Linked DNA regions of Mus musculus: region 2 is linked to region 1. The links are chromatin contacts, called in public HiChIP or PLAC-seq maps. All regions are on one chromosome and are shown on one strand. Each heading gives the region's core, a stretch centred on a gene start, on an enhancer-like site or on the middle of the called end of the contact. The rest is flanking DNA. Distances are from core to core; before and after follow the strand shown.

What was found. HiChIP or PLAC-seq counts read pairs in DNA pulled down with a chosen protein or histone mark.
Region 2: a contact with region 1 is called in an H3K27ac HiChIP or PLAC-seq map of microglia, with 6 times the contacts expected there. The contact joins two enhancer-like sites. A contact is called at or near these places in 14 of 484 Hi-C or Micro-C datasets (B cells, bone marrow-derived macrophages, brown adipocytes and 8 more) and 3 of 115 datasets of contacts at active chromatin or transcription factors (bone marrow-derived dendritic cells, microglia and neural progenitor cells).

Annotation. Positions count from the first base shown.
Region 1 is chr10:125,733,483-125,738,311 of GRCm38.p6, forward strand. No RefSeq gene overlaps it. Among named protein-coding and RNA genes, the nearest start is that of Gm36884, 8.9 kb to the right of the region's middle. Within about 2 kb of position 2,444, at least 12 of the 459 cell types and tissues checked have an H3K27ac peak or open chromatin away from gene starts, as enhancers often do. A contact at or near this core is called in microglia, where this site is marked.
Region 2 is chr10:126,511,963-126,516,734 of GRCm38.p6, forward strand. No RefSeq gene overlaps it. Among named protein-coding and RNA genes, the nearest start is that of 1700025K04Rik, 140 kb to the left of the region's middle. Within about 2 kb of position 1,444, at least 8 of the 459 cell types and tissues checked have an H3K27ac peak or open chromatin away from gene starts, as enhancers often do. A contact at or near this core is called in microglia, where this site is marked.

The sequences.
Region 1 (4,829 bases), core at 1,194-3,693:
AGATGCAAGCAAGCAGCCTCCCATTTCCACCTCTGTAAGTCACCAAGAAGGCAAGACCACCAAGACGGACCTTGCCCAGTGAAACCATGAGCCAACATAGATAATTACTCTCTTAATTAAATACACCTAGGTGTTTTAGCACAGCGATGCAAATAATAGAACTACTGAGGTGATAAACACAGTATCTGCATTTGACAAGTGTCATAAACATGGTAAACTACATAGGTTTTATATGTTCCTGTCTCTAATTCTTGCAGCCCACAGGAGGTCTCAGCATCTGTCCCTATATCAAACTGGATAATCAGTTGGGAGCTGATGGGACATGACTGTAGGGCTAAACCTGCATCAACCAGGGATAGCTCTTTGGTGAAAGGACAGGATAAGCATCCCATATGTTATGAGCTCTGTGCCTTTAGGTGAGCACTTCATACTTGAGGCTCAGCCTTCTCACACAGAGAGAGGAGTACATGCATGTCACACAGTTATCATGGAAATTAAAAGAGATCATTATGAAAAGTTAAAAAGTTATGAACACTGAACTGGGAAAGGTAAATTTTCTTCACTTGGGGCACAATAAGAAGTTAAAACTCTACTTGAATCTTTAGGTGTTCAGACTCAGATCTTCTCAGCTCTCCCCATCTCTCTCAGGCCTTCCCTGCTTCCAAGGCATCTCCTGGCCCCAGGGTCTCCTGATTCTCTGCTCCTCTTTGTTTCCCTAGAGCAGTGGTTCTCAACCTTCCTAGTGCCACAACCCTGTAATAGAGTTCCTTATGTCTGGTAACCCCACCACCCATGAAATCATTTTTATTGCTACTCCTTAACTGTAGTTTTGCTACTGCTATGAATCATGATGTAAATGTCTGCGTTTTCCAATAGTCTTAGACAAACCCTGTGAAGGGGTCCTTTGAGCCCCAAAAGAGGTTGTGGCAAACGGATTGAGAGCCACTGCCCTAGAGTAAGCCCCTCCCATGCCTTACCTGCATAGAAAGCAATTGCTCACCAGTCATTTGGGTCTTAAAGATGGAAGATGTCTGTCTTTTCTCAAGCTCATGGTCCATCTCAGAGACAAATACTGAATCATTCACGCTCAGGAAAAATTCGTTAATTAAATAACTTTTTAATCCTGACTTAGATTTTACACACATATACAAGTATCAGACTTCACAGGGATGCACAAGTATCCCCACATGTATATACCATTTTGATGCAGCATTGAAATTAATATGACTCTTCTGTAAAATGTAAAGAGTAAGCAACAGAAATGGTCCTTTATGTACGTCTTTGAAGTATGCGTGTTGATTCTTTAATACTATAATCTACACAAAAACATAGGGCCCTGGATCATGAGAAAAGAAATGATCGGGTGCTGGAATGAATGCCCGAGTTCTCTTAGCACTAATATAGAAAACACCAACTTTTGGAATGAATGGTCAAGAAAAAAATGTCCAGTAACCTTAACTTCTAAGCAGGCTGCCTTCAACATTATTGTCTCCACGTACACAATGTTGGGTTGTCTTCACTGAAAATGCCATGGCAACCTTCCAGAGATGAGCAGACATCTCTTTTACTGGGTAGGTAAGAACTCCAGATTGCTGGTTCCACTGGATCTGCACACCCAATCCAGCAGGAAGACTAAGGAATGTGGAAAAGCCAGGAAGGCGTTAGATTCAGGAGTATGGTGCTCACAGGCCACACTGAAAAGGAACTAGCTTTGAGTCAGACTATGCTCTTCAGCTTAACGCTATGGAAGAGCTTATTGATTAGGTTGGGTACAAGAGACAGAGAAGGGCTTTACTGGGCAGGCAAAAAAGATAGAATGCCATTTAGAGTATGCTTGAAGACTTGTCTTCAAGTGGAAGCTCAGCCACTCATGAGTGGATCCACACCGAGAATATTAAGGCTTTTCTGCCCATAATCAGGTTGCTCTCACTACCTGTCCATGGTCACATGTGAGCCACTGATGCTTATACTGACACAGAAGACACTATGACCAGAAACCCAGTCCTTACATCTGAGCAGATCAGATCTGTGTAGAAGTTCCTGCTTAGTGGGTAAACAATAACAAACAAGCATTTAGAAATGCCTGATGAAAGGTTCAAACCTTCCTTCATAGGTCATCGCCAATGAAATAGAGGGTCTCATGATTTCTCTTCCAAAAGGGCCTGAGTTCAATTCTCAGCTGTGTTAGGGTTTCTATCACTGTGAAGAGACACCACGACCACAGCAACTCTTATAAAGGAAAGCCGTTTTGGGGACTGGCTTACAGGCTCAGAGCTTTAGTACATTATTGTCATGGCAAAGAGCATGTTAACACATAGACAGACATGGAGCTGGAGAAGGAGCTGAGAGTTCTACACCCAAATCAGCAGGAAGTAGGAAGAGGAAGTCACACTTGCTGACTTAAGTAATAAGCTCCTGAAACCTCAAAGCCTGCCCCTAGTGATACACATCCTCCCGCAAAGCCACACCTAAACCAATAAGGTCACAGCTTCTATAAAAAGCCACTCTCTATGGGCCTATGGGGGCCATCTGCATTCAAAACCATTGCACCAGCCCACATTGGGTAATGAGAAATTGTGAAGAATCCTGCTGTTGATAAGACCTATGGCCTCCATGGACACCCACAGTCATGTGCACTGACCACACACACACACACACACACACACACACACACACACACACACAGAGGCATGAGATCCTGCAGACTGGATCTTCATCACTTCTGCACCACACAGACCCCATCTGCACTTAGTTAAAACCTGAAAGGTAGCTATCAATAATGTAAAGACACACGGGTCACTGGGTTCACTTAAATGCAGGTTTCTACAGTTCAATATACCTTTATAAAAGCACACTCTGGGCCGGAGTGATGGATTAGTGGTTAAAAGCACAGCTGCTCTTCCCAAGGACCTGGTTTCAATTCCCAACACCTATAGGCTATAGTCACAGCCTTCTGTAATTCCAGTTGCATTGAGTGGAATGCCCTCTGTGGTCTTCTCCCGAAACAGGCACACACATGTGATATACTCATGTGCATCTGTACAGATAAAACAGATAGAGTAAAATAATAAAGTGTGACTGAGAGATGCAAGGGTTGAGCACATTTACCCTCTTCACATTTTCATTTTAAAATTACCCCAATCACTGACTGAAATGTGTCTTTGCAGTAAACTTGCTTTAAGTGAGCTGGGGGGTCGGGGGGAGAGAAGGTTAAAATGGTAGGAAGACTGTTGGTGGCCATGGTGTGTGTGGAGAAAGCCAGCCGGGTCATGAGGGAAGGAATGCTTCCAACACTCAGGAGAGGAAAAAAAGCAAGTAGCAGAACTCAGCTCTATCACAAAATCAACCGACTCATTTATAAGGACTTTCCCAAGGGAATTGTTTAAAATCACAATCAATGGAAAAGATCTTTAAGGAAAGAAGGGGAAATGAATCACTTTAATTCAACCCGATAAGAGCTTCTCTTTATTCTCTGAGTAATAGATTCCTTCTCCAGACCCTCCAAGGGCAGGTCTCCACCGTCAGCAGAAAGAGAAGTTGAGCAATTATTTGTTGAATTTTAATTTGAACAGCTGTAGATCAGAATAATTTAGGTCAATTATGATCAAGGATTCATGTCTGTGTGGTGGCCTCCAGCACCTAAGTTAATGATCCCTCCCTCAATGTAGTCCTGAAAAGAAAACTCACTGAGAGGTCAGGAGAACTCAATGATTTTTTTTTTTGTCCATATCCACCATTTAACTAGTGATTATTAATCTCTCTGAGTTGTAGTCTATCTGAACACTATAGAAAGTATATACAATTGAGCTATTTTGTTAAGCAATGATAAATTACACCATAGATAATTTCATAAATATGAAATGCCAGGTGGGTGACATAGCTCAATAGCTACAGGTTGTGTGGTTTGAATATGTTTGGCTCAGGGAGTGGCAATACTTGGAGGTGTAGCCTTGTTGGAGTAGGTATGTCCCTGTAGGTGTGGGCTTTAATGATATCACCTTAGCTGCCTGGGAGTGAGTATTCTGCTAGCAGCCTTCAGATGAAGATGCGGAACTCTCAGCTTCTCTTACATCATGCCTGCCTGGATGCTACCATGACCTTGATGATAATGGACTGAACCTCTGAATCGGTATGCCAGTCCCAATTAAATGTTGTCCCTATAAGAGCTGCCTTGGTCATGGTGTCTCTTCACAGCAATGAAACCTTAACAGCAGACACAGGTTCTTGCCTGTGGACCACTAAGCCTTAGGACCTAACTTCAATCCCTGGGGTCACCTGGTAGAAGGAGAGATCTAACTCCCACAGGTTGTCCTCTGACCTCACATTTGTGTTGTAGCTCATGTGGGCTCCTGGACACACACATACAGAGGGAGGGACAGGGAGGGGGGATTACTGATAAATGAAAAATGTGTAAATGTGAAGTGTCTGATGACGGTGAAGCCACACAGGCCATTTTCATTCATCACCCTGTATTTGGGTCATGTGAACATTTCTTCAGTATGACTGACAGTGAAGTACATGGGGCTGAAAAGTCAAGGCTGTATAATGTAAAAACAACAAAACAAAACAAAACAAAACAAAACAAAACAAAACAAGCAAGGACTGTAAAGTTGGTTCCAGTTAAGATCACTTCCTTACAGTTTATAATGCCAGTTCAGTTCCAGGGGGTCCAATGCCCTCTTCCAGTCCCCTTGAGCATCAGGCAAGTACCTGACACACAGACATACATTCAGACAAACCTCTATACATATAAAATAACTTTTGAAAAATGCAAAAGCAGGTATATTTGGGAAGGAAAACATGATACAAGGGCATACATTAGATACTTT
Region 2 (4,772 bases), core at 194-2,693, 780 kb after region 1:
TTAGATAGATAAAGCTAGATGTTAAATGCCGATCAGCGCTAACAGATCAGCACTAACAGCCGAATGTATATGCTCTCCCAGCTCCTACCCTCATCTGGGAGTGACATGTCCCTCTGCCTTATTTATTCTCTCCTCCTCTCCTACTCAAAGCTCCTCTGATTAATCTGCCAGAATCTTAACATAGTTAGCAGGACATTACCACGGCTCTTTCTGTTTGTTTGTTTGTTTGTTTGTTTGTTTGTTTTTAAACACCTTTTAAGTAATATCAATTTTGAAATATTATCCAATAATCAATAGGTTGAACATATATTTTGTTGCTTGTGACCCTGACCAAGACCCTTGGGGGCAGGTGTAAGAAGGTGCAGGGTCAATAACACAGAGGCGGGGAGTCAGGCAAGGGTCAAAAGCAGACTCGTTTATTGCAGGAACTGGGCAAGCCTTCATACCCACCCCCACCCCGCAACTGGGGCCCCATTGGCCCATGACCAATCACTTGATGTAGTTGGCACCATATGATTGGTTGTTCTAGTCACATGATCTGTCATCATTTGTCTCCAAGTATCAGGCTGGTTGTAGGGGTTAGCAGGTGTAGAAGCTACTGTTGTACATGTGTGGGCCACTGAGGGCTGCTGGTCAGGGTTTGCTGACTCATTCTTCCTACATATTTTAACGTTTATTTTATTATTTATGTGTATGTATGTGTGCATATATGTGTGTGCTAGTATCTACAGAAAGAAGAAGAGCTTGCCTGATCTCCTCAAGCTAGAGTGAGATGTGCTAGGAACTGAACTCTGGTTAAGAGAGCTGCAAGCCCTCTTAACCACTGATCAGGCCCCGGATGCTGAACATCTTCCCCCTCCCCTCATCTTCTTTAGCCATGAGGGGTGCTCCACTCTTAAAGTCGTTTTCTAGCACATCAAACACATGCATATTCATAAGTTGCTATCTATATTAGATTACCCAAGCCTCTGCCTTCTCCCATTAGTGTGGTTAATCAGGAGCCTTACAACATAGAGCTGAGCTGCAAAGTGAGTTCTGGAGCAGAGCAAGAGTGTGCAGAGCCAGCAGATATTCTCAGGATATTTGTTGACCTCTTAGGAAGGTGCAAAGAAAACCGAAATGCATCGAATATTTCAAAAGATTTGAAATGGTTTTGGAGGAGTTTTATTTGCCCAAAGCCCTCTCTAAAGGGAATTACATTTTAAACTGTTATATCACATATATATTTTTATTGCCATTTCTGTTCAGCCATCCAAACACTAAGCTAGAGCATTGGACCATTGGACACAAGGAATGAATTCCAAGGAGATTAGGGAGCCGAGAAAGTGCAGAATGGGTTTAACGACTCGTGGGCGAAGCATTAGTCATTGGTCATAAACCAATGTGGAACCAGAGACACTAGAATGAATTTGGGCTGCAAAGCAACAGGCTCTCTCCGCAGGTTCCACTTGACAGTCCAGCCCGCTGACTCAACACTTCTGCAGAGTCCTGAAGCAAGAGCCCTAGTGGGCTCTTCTACTTTACTTTCAATTTCACCTTTTACAACCAAGGTCTCTTTAATACACTGAATGCAAAAACGGTGATATATGGGAAATGTGTTTGTCCAGAGAGAGAATGGTGACATAAAATGCTCAAATGCACACATATGTGCTCAAACATGTATGTACACGGCTGAAATAAGAAAGATGTTTGCCTTTAACGAATGGATTGAAATACAACATTAACAAAAGGGAATGTCTGGTGGTTTCATGGTTGGCTAAGAAATAGTGGCTTTATTAAGTCTTACCGTAAGAATGTAAAATCTCAGGGGATCTCATGTATGCTCTATCTCTCCACTTTGGACTCTGGGAAAGAATGTGTATCGGGACCCTTTGCAGGGTGTCTGACCCATCCAGTCACCACAAAGGTAACTGCTTCTCACTCTCCTGCTTCACGTCTCCATCCCACAGGCTTTCTGTCTGCGAGTGAATCTGCTCCTACTAGTGGTTCTCCAGCTCCACTTACCTTCTACTCAACCATTTCTGTGTTATTCAGAGGCATCTGTTATTGTTTAGGGATGGCAAACAAACATAGGCAGGGGTCTAACTGCATGAGGCATCTCAAAAATAGAAAAGGCATAATTATATTAGAGTAACCATATAATACCTAAATAGATTATATTTATATATAGTTAAATATATATCATGTACATGTGATATATATAATATCACATATATAATTTATATTACATATATATGTGACTGTGATATTCATGACATATACATACATATACATATGGTATATATCACAAATGTGTGATACATAATATCACATATGATATATATGTGATATATGTGACATATACACATACATATATGTCATATATACATAAATGTCATACATATATACATACATATGTGTCATGTACACATATATTTCATATATATATGTGTGTGTCATACATATCACATACATATATAATATGTGATAAGATGTATATTTATATATAAATATAATTTGTACATATAAATATATATATGAAGTCACACCATTAGCATAATAATGCTCCCCACAAAAGCCATCTAGCAGAAAAACCAGGGTCAGGCATGGACATTTTCTTTCAATTTTGTTGGCCAGAGAAGTACAAGAGACCCCTTAAAACAATAGAGGTTATTCCCATTGCCCTTGGTTGCCTCTCTGAGATTGAAGGTAAGACCCCACTGCTATAAACACAAGCACACTTTGATACAGAGCTTGGAAGAGTCTGACACGGAAGCCTCCTCTGTGAGGATAGGAGGATCGCCTACCACCAAAGGAGCTCTGTGAGCTGCAGAGGGAAGAAAACAATCTAGTCCTACCCGGCCATGATGCCGACAAACCACAACACTGGCCACAATGATAAGATAATCCAAAAGGTGCAGTAGTAGCATGTATATCCTAGAGCAACCACCATCCAAGACCAAGCGTCCTAAAGGAAAGCCTACTACTGCTACTTCCCCAAACCAGAGTAATTTCTAACTACACTCTATATAATTTATCCCCACAAATAAAGTTCTCACCCCTTATCAAAGAGGCTTCTTTTTGTAGGAATGGAGACCATTATAAAAATTCACAACTGGTAAAAATGTGATACACGACTCACTGTAGGATACCCAGCCTCAGGTGGTTGATCTACAATTAAACCACCATGCTGAAGACTCAGGAATATTGAAGAAGAGGGGCTAAAAGACCACAAAGCAGGACAGTTGCTGAAAAATAGTGTCTTTTATATATGACACATGGCTGTACCAGGAAATATCAACAAAATGATCTCCTGAACAAGACCTGGACAATGACACCACCAATTGGCAGGCCAGTGTAGCCAGGAGAATGCTTACAAGACCCCACCCCTAGTTGAAGAGATATAGGTAATTACTACTGAGAGAGGTAGAATTACCAGTCTTCTTCAGGAATAAGCCATCTGATAACCAGCTCTAAGCAGTCAGCCCTAAATAAATATACTTGCAGGCAATGCTAAGTGAACTTGGCAGATTATGTTTGTATGTGTGTGTGTGTGTATATATGTGTGTGTATATATAGTTACATATATGTGTATATATGTATATTGTTGCTATATATATATGTATATACATATATATTTATATGCATATATGTATATGCAACAGTAATTAAAGAATAGCACACAGGAATATGAGAAACAGCTGGACACAGAAGGACCTGGAAAGAGAAGAGGAAGATTATGCAAATATAGTAAATAAAACCCTCAAAAACCAAAAATTTAAAAACCTGACAAAAAGCAAAACAGATAAATAATTCTGTTGTTCATAAATTTTTTTTAAAAATTTAAGAACTGTTAACCTGAAAAAAATTATGACTTACCCTCTTATTTTCTAAATTAAACAAAAGAAATCACTGGAATTTTTTTTCAAGACATGTTTTTTTGGTGTAGCCCTGGCTGTCCTGGAACTTACTACATACCAGGCTGGCCTTGAACTCACAAAGATTCACCTGTCTCTGATTCCTGAGTGTGAGGATTAGAGGCATGCACCATGACCACCCAGTTGGAAATTATATATCTTAATTTTTTTTCTTTAATAGGAACAGTGAGATGGGTCAGTGGGTAAAGGAGCCTGCCAGCAAGCCTGACAACCTGAGTTCAATCCCAGGCATGCACAGAGAGAACCAACTTCCACAATGTGGCTCTGACCTGAACACACATCCAAATATACAGACAGACAGACATAAAACATGCATACACACATGCATACAAACATGCATACATACATACACAAAACATACATGCATACATACATAAAACATACATACATACATACAACATTCATACATATGAAAAAAATAAATGTAATGGAATTTGCTACAGCAACATGACAGTCAAATCAGAATTAGGATATAAATTTCCTTTTATTTAAATTTTCATTTTAGTTTATTTCATATCCCTTCCCGCGGGATTCAGTTATTCATGGGGGCGAGGGGGACCACAAACCTGGAAGGAAATGGGAGGAAGAGAAAGAGAAACAGGAGACCAAGAAGATGGTACCTATCAAGGTCTTGTTTATTATACCAAGGTGCCTTCCTTTTAAAGCATACATCTTGGGAAGTAGGGGAGGGGTCGAGGGGGAATTTTACAAAGAACAAAGAAGCGGACATCTGCTGACATGGGGGCCGAAGTCAGGCGCCAGGCAGCGGGCACTCTGCATCTTATCTCCAGAACATAGATCCTCCTTGACAGCCTTGGGTGTCAGGCTGGGCTCAGGCGTAACTCATGTCCTTGG